Linked DNA regions of Macaca mulatta: region 1 is linked to region 2. A link is a contact called in public Hi-C data. All regions are on one chromosome and are shown on one strand. Each heading gives the region's core, a stretch centred on a gene start, on an enhancer-like site or on the middle of the called end of the contact. The rest is flanking DNA. Distances are from core to core; before and after follow the strand shown. Region 1 holds the start of IPPK (inositol-pentakisphosphate 2-kinase). Region 2 holds the start of NOL8 (nucleolar protein 8).

Region 1 (5,489 bases), core at 736-3,235, 340 kb before region 2:
TGAGACGGAGTCTCACTCTGTTGCCCTGGCTGGAGTGCAGTGGCACAATCTGGGCTCACTGCAACCTCCACCTCCCGGGTTCAAGCGATTCTTCTGCCTCAGCCTCCCGAATAGGTGGGACTACAGGCGTGTGCCACCACACCCAGCTAATTTTTGTATTTTTAGTAGAGATGGGGTTTCATCATATTGGCCAGGCTGGTTTCAAACTCCTGACCTTGTGATCCACCCGCCTTGGCCTCCCAAAGTGCTGGGATTACAGGCGTGAGCCACCGCGCCTGGCCTCCCCCACTTTTTTTTTTTTTGAGACAGGATCTCACTTTGTCACCCAGGCTAAAGTGCAGTGGCTTCATCAGGGCTCACTGCAGCCTCAACCTCCCCGGCGCAAGCGATCCTCCCGCCTCAGCCCTGCAAGTAGCTGGGGCTACAGGCACACATACCACACCCAGCTAATTTTTTGTAGAGATGGGGTTTCACCATGTGGCCCAGGCTGGTTTGGAATTCCTAAGCTCAAGCGATCCACCCACCTCAGCCTCCCAGAATGCTGGGATTACAGGCGTGAGTCACCATGCCCGGCCCCAGCCTCCCTTTTGAGGCCTAAAATGGGGGAAAGAGATGCTCAAAGCCTTCAGCTCATTTTCCTGAGTCACTGGCCTGATTTCACTACAATTCCCAAGGCCTGGCAAGGTGCCCAGCCGTTCTCAAAGTTGGGTCTGCAGGTCCTCTCTTTTTGAACTACATAACTGTAGATGTTCTTTACAATGTATATGTCAACCAATGCAATATATTGCAGCAGACCGAATGCTGAAGCACATGTGACAACCTATTAGATCAGATTTTAAAAAGATTCACAAAAGTGTAAAACAGTACCACTCCTTTATTTTGGTGGTGGGCGGGGAATGTAATGTTTATTTTATTTTTTTTTTTGAGACGGAGTCTCACTCTGTTGCCCAGGCTGGAGTGCAGTGGTGCCACGTTGGCTTACCGCAACCTCCGCTTCCTGGGTTCAAGTGATTCTCTTGCCTCAGCCTCCTGAGTAGCTGGGATTACAGGCGTGCGCCAACACACCCGGCTAATTTTTGTATTTTTAGTAGAGGCAGGGTTTCACCATGTTGGCTAGGCTGGTCTCGAACTCCTGACCTCAAGTGATCCGCCCGCCTCGGCCTCCCAAAGTGCTGGGATTACAGGCGTGAGCTACCGCGCCCGGCTGTTTACTTTTAAACGAAACAAACAACAAACTTTAAAGCATTTTAACTTACAATGTGGTAACATTGATAGCTGTAACCCCCATAAGCAAAAGCTTGGGGGCTTCATGTTTATGAGTATAAAATGGTCCTGAGACTAAGAGTTTGGGAAACGCGGTAGCTTTATGAAGCGGTGCCATTCTTGCCGCCGCATCAGTGAATTTAGGAGCAGGACGGTCGTCGGTCCTCTGCCTCACCGCCAAGCAGGAGCCTCGCGCTCCAACTGCGTCCCTCGAAGTCTTCGGGCAAAAGCGGGGCTGGGGAGTCCAGTCGTGTCGCCAAGCCACGTTTCCTCGCGTGGAATGTTGGACAATGTTGTCTACCTCGCAGGACCATCGAAATGACTGCGTTGGGTATCCCCGTGACATGTACGATGAGTTAACACCCTATTCTACAGAAGAAAAAGCTGAGACTCAGAGACCCCAAGAGCTTTGCTGGGGTCCCGCGACTAAGCGGTCCCGAGACCCAGACAACCAGGCCACCCGGGCAGAGCCGGTCACTACCGGGCGCCGAAAAGCCGCCGGCTTCTCCCGCCAGCTACACATCCGGCGCCGAGGCCGGAAGCTTCTCTTCCGGTTCCCAAGACCGCGTTCCGGAAATGAGTCACTCTGCCAGTACCTAAAATGGCCGCCGGCCCATCCACCGTCGCGATCAATGTAAGGAAAGTGGTCACGAACCCGGAAGTTGCCCGACTCCGTCATGGCAGGCGCCGGGGGCGTGGCTTCCGGCGGCCGCAGCTTGCTAGTAGCCGCCGCAGGGTCGAGCGGGGGCGGCAGCTGACAGGCGCTCCTCCCCCGACGGCAGTGGCTGGTGCCCAGCGAGGCGGGCGGCCCCCAGCTCGCGTCCCCGCGTCCCAGCCCGCGAGGCGCCAGGGCTGCGCCTGGGCATGGAAGAGGGGAAGATGGACGAGAATGAATGGGGGTACCACGGAGAAGGCAATAAGAGCCTGGTGGTGGCCCACGCGCAGGTGAGCGGCGGACGTGCGGCGCAGGTCCGGTACCTCACTCCGACGGCCGGTATCATCCCGCCCCCAGTATCCGTTTCCCCAGCATGGTCGGTTCGACGTCCTCCTGGTACCTTCCTCCTCCCCGGCCGGTCTCCGGAATTCCCCCCTACCCCGTAGGTTCCTCATCACCCAATATCTCCTCTCTACTGGGTCAGTCTCCTATTCCCCCAGATCCCTCTCCTGGCCGGTCTCTCGTTCCCTCAGTATTCCCGTTCCCCGTCAGAGTCAGTTCCACGGCCCCCTCCACGCCCCGTCGGTGCCGCTCTCAGCCTCACGCGGTGCCGCCTCCCGCCTGGATGCCCGCCGGACTGCCAGGCCGCAGTGGGGCGGAGGCTTAGCTGGGACAGAGGGCCCCGCCAGCACTGGAGGAAGAAGCAGAGTGCCCACAGTGCTGTTACTCTCAGCACCAAAAGAGTTCGGCCTCGTGAGACTACGGAATTGCTGTGCTGTTAATAGTAAGGGGATGTTACCCACAGGTCCCTTCTCAACCTTTTAGAATTTGAAGGGTTTCACCTGAATTCAATGAGGGTGAGTTTTAGAAACTGCAGTAAGATCTCGCAAAGGTGAATCCAAGAGTGAAGGATGTGGGTCTGTGTGAGGGCCCAGATCTCTTTGACCTTTTGCTGTCTGGTACAAGCACGCAGGAATGTGGCCGGCTGGAAGGGGGGAGGGGTGTGAGGGAGGCGAGGATAGGTGTCCTGTAGGGAGGAGTTAGAGCATGGGTGTTAAAGGCACAGGAATCTCAGTTCTACCACTGCCTGGTGGAGGCTCAGTGTTGACATTTGTGAAGTGGAACTACTAATAGAATTCACTTTGTGGGATTGTTGGAAAGATCAGTTATGCAGGAACCCATCAAGTTATGCTTAGCAAGTGATAATTATCATCCCCTTGGACAGATAGATAAAGTGAAAATAAGAGAGGCTGACGGCACTACCCCAGTCCAACAGCTTGTCAGGGATGCTGTAGGCAGTGGAGTCCTGCCTTGCTTCTGTTGTTCCTATGCTGGATGCATTGGTCAGCTGTAGTGTAAGCTGCAAACACCCAGGTAGTCCCCAGGTTGTGCCTTTGGATTTTGTTGCTCTTTAGCACAGGGAACTAAAGAGCAGAGACTATAAGCTTTGCTCAAGATCTTTAGGTGAATTAATAATGGACCAGGCTAACCTGAAGCTGTCGTTCTCTTGTGTAGTCAGCTGTTGGGGAAAGTGAGGGATATTTCCGCTTGAGTCCTGATGTTGGATTACTGTGCCGATCCCCTGAATCCTTTCCCAAAACAAATACTAATCTTCCAATTCCTTGGTAAGATTAGATGTATCTCTGCATTTTAGGTAAACCTAAGGCTTTCTTTAGTGAGGGCTGATATATTAAGTTTCAAAAGTAGTGGCAGATGAAGCAGCAAGTTTCAGGCTTGGAGCAAAAGGACACCCATGTTGAAAGAGCAGAGGCTTTGACACAGTTGCCTCTGGCACTGGGATCCCTCTGCATGTTCCCGACAAGTGCGTGTACACCCTCTTCCCTGAGTCCACCCCCTTTCCTGAGCAGGCATCTCCAGGGCAGCCTGGCCCTACCCTGTTGCACAGCTCTGATTGTAATGCTTGTTTATTTTTATTTATTTATCTATTTAGAAATGGAGTCTCATTCTGTTGCCCAGGCTGGAGTGCAATGGCGCGATCTCGGCTCACTGCAACCTCTGCCTCCTGGGTTCAAGCAATTTTCCTGCCTCAGCCTCCTGAGTAGCTGGGATCACAGGCTTGCGCCACCATGTCCAGCTAATTTTTGTATTTTTAGTAAAGATGAGGTTTCACCATGTTGGCCAGGCTGGTCTCAAACTCCTGACTTCCAGTGATCCACCCACCTCGGCCTCCCAAAGTGCTGGGATTACAGGCATGAGCCACCGCACCAGGTTGATTGTTTATTTTTTCTTTCACCTTTTCAAATTTACCTACAGCCACGAGGCTATTCTAGACCTATACTATTCGTTCTTTTTTTTGAGATGGAGTCTTCCTCTGTCTCCCAGGCAGAGAGAGTGCGGTGGTGCAATCTTGGTTCACTGCAACCTCTGCCTCCTCGGTTCAAGCAATTCATCTGCCTCAGCCTCCCAAGTAGCTGGAATTACAGGCACCTGCCACCATGCCTGGCTGCTTTTTTTTGTATTTTTAGTAGAGATGGGGTTTCACCATGTTAGCCAGACTGGTTTCAAACTCCGGACCTCAAATGACCCGCCTGCCTCAGCCTCCCAAAGTGCTGGGATTACAGGCGTGAGCCACTGTACCCAGCCTCATTCTTTGTTTTAAATCTAAATTTGCTTTACTGTACTCATTCCTGTTTGGTTGTTGTTTTTAGCTCATCATTTGAAATTGAAGATTATCACTGCAGGTAACCTCATGAGAAAATGTTTCCCATCAAGTTAAGGTCAGATGGAGCCTGTGCCTGATATGGTAACCTGAACCAAGCTGAGCCCACCAGCTCTGCCCTGTGGTGTATTTGCTCAGGCTGTGGACCAAGGAGGAGAGAACAATTCCTGGAAGGCAGCTTTTTAGGAACTGTTGAGTTTGAGCAGCGGGTATGTGTCAGTGGGATAGAAGATGGGTGAGGGAGAACAGGAGGAGTCTGTGGTCCTGTGGATGCTGAGCATGCGCCCGGCCTCCCTGCAGCTGGGTGTGGGAGCAGGTGGACCGTGCTACTCTGCTCAACTCCTTAGATCCACCTCATTCAGTCCGAGAGAGAGGGAGGCCTTTGCCCAGTTTTTCCAGGAAAGGAGAGGGTTGCTTTCTCTGAGAGGGCATCAGCTCCTCTCAGAATTGAAATGTCCCTAATGAGTCCTGTGCTGACCCCCATCCCCTCCACCGTGAGAACATGATTCACCTTCAGCCAGCCTGAGCCGGTCCTGCAGGAGCCGAGGGTCTAGGTAAGGAGATCTGCATGGTCATTGGCTGTCCGCACTAGAAGGAGCACAGTGACGTTCTTCCTGCAGTATGCAAACATGGGATGAGAGAGAGGCTTCCGTACAGTGCAGCACTTGTAGGAAATGAGGCCTGGGGATGGAGGAGCGAGGTGTGGGCTATAGGAGGGTGTGCTCAGGGTGGGCAGGAAGGTAAACAGCAGGCCAGCCATAGAGAGGCATTTAAAGGTGTTCCTGACAGAAGGTGGTTAGCTTCCCCAAGGCCTTTCCACTCAGAGACGGCCCAGGACGATTCTCATTTTGCCTGTCAGTTTGCATACTGCCTCTGGGATGGTTGTGCACC
Region 2 (5,069 bases), core at 1,234-3,733:
AGCACATCTCCCTTTGTGAATATTCATAGCCCCTCCTATAACCTGTTGTAATGTGTATACATAGCCCACTCATCCATCATAAATCCCTGCCCCAACCCCTCCTCTTCCAAAGTGCGGGCCTTTCTGCTTTGCCTGAGACTATGCTTCCCAGCCTGTCAGGATGGCCACTTTGCAGGCTGCAACCCTTTTTAAGAAACAGTCTAGGGCCGGGCGCGGTGGCTCAAGCCTGTAATCCCAGCACTTTGGGAGGCCGAGACGGGCGGATCACAAGGTCAGGAGATCGAGACCATCCTGGCTAACACGGTGAAACCCCGTCTCTACTAAAAAATACAAAAACCTAGCCGGGCGAGGTGGCAGGCGTCTGTAGTCCCAGCTACTCGGGAGGCTGAGGCAGGAGAATGGCGTGAACCCGGGAGGCGGAGCTTGCAGTGAGCTGAGATCCGGCCACTGCACTCCAGTCTGGGCGACAAAGCGAGACTCTGTCTCAACAAAAAAAAAAAAAAAAAAAAAAAAAGAAACAGTCTCTCAAAATTTGCAGATCTCATGATTTTTCAGTTGACACTACTTTACCATGTGGACTAATGAAATCTTGTGGCTAGTAAAGAAAACACTTTTCCCCAGTTTTTAAACTTCAAAGTGTGCACACAAATCATCTGTTAGGGCAGGGGATCTTTTTTTAAATGCAGATTCTGATTCAGTTGGTCAGGCTGTCGCTCTAACAAACCGCCAGGTGATGCTAAAGCATCCCATCTGCGGAGCACACCTCAAGTAGCAACGGTCTTTAATACAATGACTCTCACTCGAGGAGGGGCACACCTGTTTCCTCTCCCTTTTACCAGTCACAGCTTCCTCTACTTTCACGACCGCACGCAGACATTTTCTGTAGATCTCCTTCCCATTTTCTACCAATTCTTCTCCAGTTAGCTCAGGAAAAATAAATAAATAAATAAATAAATAAATCTCACTCTCTCTGCACCTGTGTCAAATTAGTCTTGACTCAAAAATTGAAGATAGTTTGTTTTCGCGAGGCTTCCATGTTTGAGATGATGATACATAATTACGGCTGCAGAGCTTTTCTCTCCCTCTCCTTCAACAAAGCAGAAGTGCCCAGACTTTGGGGTTAAATTTTTGGGTTCCTAATCCATCTCTGACAATTCCTTTCTCTGGAACCTTGGACGAGCTACCTAACCCCTCTGAGCCTCAGTATCTTCAACTATGAAACAGGGCCAACAGTAGCACCTACCTTAGAGGAATGTCAAATTCTCCTACAGGCTATATTAACCACTCTTCTTGATATCAACTTACTTTTTTACCGAAGTTATTTTTCAAAGGAATTTTTATGTCATCGTAAACAAAAAGTCAGTATCACTTGCCATGGTTAGCTGACCCATTAAAAACAAATGCCATGAAATCAAACGGAGTTACTAAATCCCCACTAGAGATACCTCTGCTTACTGGAGGCGGAACTATCTAGCTAGGGACATAGTCAAGACTTTCTCCTTGTCAGTCATCCACACAGACGACTGCGATTAAACGAGCTAATAATCTGCAAGGCGTTTACAGCAGGGCGCCGTACGCGCTGCTCCCAACTCTAGGCCATTGTCATGAAAGGATCAACACCAGTTCATGCCCACATTTTGGGGCTGGGAGTAGGAGGCCGAGATTCACCCGCCTGGCCCGGGAACGCCGGTCAGCGGAGCCTGGGGAACTTGGGGGGTCACGTACTGGACTCTGGACTTCTCTTCCCAGGGCGCCGGTGGGTTCTCACACGCTCGCCGCACCGCCGCGATCTCAGCTTGCAAGACGCGCTCCTCTGCCAGCTCTGCGTCCATGGCGCGTTGCTCACCCGAGCCTGACAGGCAGCGCCGCTGTCACTCCGACCTGAGCGCTTCACCGGCGCTTCAAGCCTCGCGCGCGCTCCCGGCGCGGACCATCCCGGAGCTCACGCGGAGGGGAGGCGGGAGAGCCCCGCGTGACCCCTGCGGCCCTGTCCGTCCAACTACACGCTCGCCCCAGAGCCTGGGTCCTCGACTTCCCTACACACGTTTCCCTGGCTGTCTAATCAGTGCCTATACTTTCTCGGGAGAGCGTGTTCTTTGCTACTCCAAGCCCAAGTGCTCCGCTGCTCACCCCAGCCGGCAGCCTTGGAGCCGCCCGGCCGCGTGCGTCACTGAAGAGGCAGGGCTGGGATCACGTGGAGGGGAGTGCCTCTTTATTTTTTTTCCCCCTACTTCCTCACTTAGGCCGACCTAGTCCAGGAATTGGTACACACAGCGATAGTGTTCAATAGAAACTAGGGGATTTTGGTTTGGGCTTTTTTGCGGTCGTTGAGGGGGAGGTGACGGAGGCGTCAGGGAAGGTGGGAGGACGGGAAAGGAAATTAAAAGCTCTTGGGAACTGAATTGTGGTAACGGAACCTTAGGAGGCTGGGTTGGAAATCGAGTAGGAAGGAAGAGAGGATGGTCCGTTGGGACATGTGACCAGAAGTTAGGGGCTGCAGCGGCGCTGGCGTTAGGTGAACGACGTGGTGAGGAGTGGGTTTCAAGCATGAGAAGTCACAGGGCCGTTTCCTAGCCTCTCTCTTCACTTCTCTGGGAATTCTCGGAGAAAGAAGGCTGCGGTGGGTAGGCTGGGGGCGGAGACTGTCAGGAAGAGGTAGGCCGGAGCTCTGCCCAGAATATGTGCCATGTGGGGACGCTGGTTGGGAGTCTGGTTTGGAAAGAGTCTCAGCTGTTGGGGAAGGGCAGGGCGAGAGCTGAGCGCCTGCCGGGTGCTAAACGAAATGAGAGATATGATGGGCCCTAGTACCTCTGGAAAAGTTTTCCTGAGTCTCCTGTGATCCAGCAACCTTCATAGTATAGTGTTAAGAATTCCAAGTTCTGAAGTTAGACCTGCATTATAATCCTGGATTCACTAATTTTCGGTATGGCATTGGGAAAGTGACTTAACCTCTTCTGTTCTTCTGAAAAGTGGGAAACGTGCAAACTACTTTGTACAATGCAGGCACGTAGCAAAAACACAAGTCTGTATTCGCTATATCACTTGATCTTTGTGACTGAACCCCACTTTGCAGCACTTTTATTGTGACATAATATTGTGCCATTTGTTTAATTCTTTTGTGACTATGAGGAGCTCCAGGAGCTCCTAGCCTCTGTATTCACTTCTTTGGGTCTTCCCGGAGAAAGAAGGCTGGAGTGAGTAGGTTGGGGGCGAAGACTATTAGGAAGAGATAGACTAGCTCTTTTTATCTTTTAGTGCATTACCTGCTACATCCTGTTTCTATCAGCCTTTGTTACAGACAGTAAATGAATGTATGAATGAATCAAGGAAAAACATCTAAAAACGTGAATACGTAACATTAAGAGGGATAGAGTAATATTATGGCCATTTGGAGGAAAAAAACCTCTGGACCTGTATCTATATAGGTATAGGGTTGCTGTTCCAAAGTACATTCATGAAAAATGTGGATGTAGGGCTTCGGCAAAACCTCCAAGACTAAAATTTGGAAGCAATACAATCGGAAGTGAAATACAGATCCAGGAGACGGATTTGATACAGACGGTTCAGAGGAAGTAGTTGTTTTGTTAGATTTTAGAAGAACTAAGGGAAAGGACTCTTCTCTGTATACAGAAAATTACTTTTCCCACTAGAACACACCAAGTATATGACCAGCCTTCATGAAAGTGAACAGAGAGACGAAGCGCCTTTATGTGGGTGGCCTTAGCCAGAACATTTCTGAGGCAGACCTACAAAATCAGTTCAGCAGATTTGGAGAAGTTTCGGATGTGGAGATCATCACACGGAAAGATGACCAAGGTAAATTTATGGTCCTTCACTGGGTAGTTATAGGCAGACATAACTCAGGTTAAGTACTAGAAAATAAAACGACCCCAAGATAAATGTTAGCTCTGAACACCAAAAGTTTTCAGTGATGTTTTGGAGATACAATGTGTGATGTGGAACTTGACCAGAATTCATTTCTGAAATAAGAAAAAATTCTAAATTCTAAACATCTGATTTCAGAAACATATTAACTTCCAGTTTTGAGAGCTAGAATTTTCTAACATTGATTAAGTGTCCCATTAAGTAGACTATCACTAGCATACAATCAAAATGTTTCCTTAACTGACTACTGTACATTTTCTTCTTATTTTTTGGAATATTTTGATAATCATGCTTATTTTTATGGCCAATAAATAAAAAACCAGGTTTATGCTTGAAAGAATAAGTTTTCAAGAACTAACTTTTTTTTTTAATTTAGAAACAACCATTTTTACATTGCTCTCTGGATAAAAATTTAAATAAATTGTGTTTTGGTTTTTGGTTTTTTTTTTTTTTAGGAAACCCACAGAAAGTCTTTGCATATATCAACATCAGTGTAGCAGAAGCAGACCTGAAAAAATGTAAGATCATCATAAATTTTCTATACTATTTGCCAGTTTGTATCACTCTGTAACTTGGAATACCTTTGGTTCTAAGCCTAAACCTCCACAGCCGTTTTTACGTTATCTAGAGGGACAGCAGTTGATCAAGAGAATTCCAGTATCGTTTGACTCAGCAGGTTTAGGTCCATTGCATTTGGCATCAGCGGACATGGTAGCACTTGCTAGTAAGTTTACTTAAAACTGCTATTCTCAAATATTTTGGACAAGGAATCAAACTTTCATAGAAACTGCCTGTTACATATATCCCACTGAATATCATGCCACATTCCCCTTCAGTCTGATCATTTCTTTTGGAGCTAATCCTTGTCACTAAACACTCTTAAGGAGGGAGCTTTACAATACACCCTTGTAAGACCATATCCTTGAAATTGTGAAATCTCTTGTTGGTAAGTTTAGTAAAGTCAAGGGAAAACAGTGGCCTTCAATGAAGAACGGGAGATAATCCATACTGCCACTGACACAGTAGCATATTCTAGTTATTTGGAGGCCAAAAAGTGAAAAAAGACACAGAAAGTAAGTAAAGGGAACATGCTAATAGAGGAAGAGGGCAATCAGTCTTTCGTAATTTCATTTGCAAAAAGATTGCTTTATTCTATTTTTCAGTGAGGAATATATGTGACAAAT

Evidence for each region. Hi-C and Micro-C count contacts between places; a contact is called where the count stands out from the background.
Region 1: a contact with region 2 is called in a Hi-C map of fetal cortex germinal zone, with 2.6 times the contacts expected there. The contact joins the promoter of IPPK here to the promoter of NOL8 in region 2. A contact is called at or near these places in 2 of 14 Hi-C or Micro-C datasets (blood and fetal cortex germinal zone).

What each region holds. Positions count from the first base shown.
Region 1 is chr15:123,375,910-123,381,398 of T2T-MMU8v2.0, reverse strand. It overlaps IPPK (inositol-pentakisphosphate 2-kinase), which reads left to right and starts at 1,985. Exons shown (of 13, transcript XM_077966343.1): 1 at 1,985-2,208. The coding sequence starts at 2,128. The region is part of intron 1 of SUSD3 (sushi domain containing 3); the gene reads right to left.
Region 2 is chr15:123,040,216-123,045,284 of T2T-MMU8v2.0, reverse strand. NOL8 (nucleolar protein 8) reads left to right here and starts at 2,483. Exons shown (of 17, transcript XM_077966334.1): 1 at 2,483-2,527; 2 at 3,631-3,816; 3 at 4,341-4,403. The coding sequence starts at 3,678. CENPP (centromere protein P) reads right to left here and starts at 1,910. Exons shown (of 8, transcript NM_001194801.2): 1 at 1,726-1,910. The coding sequence starts at 1,832.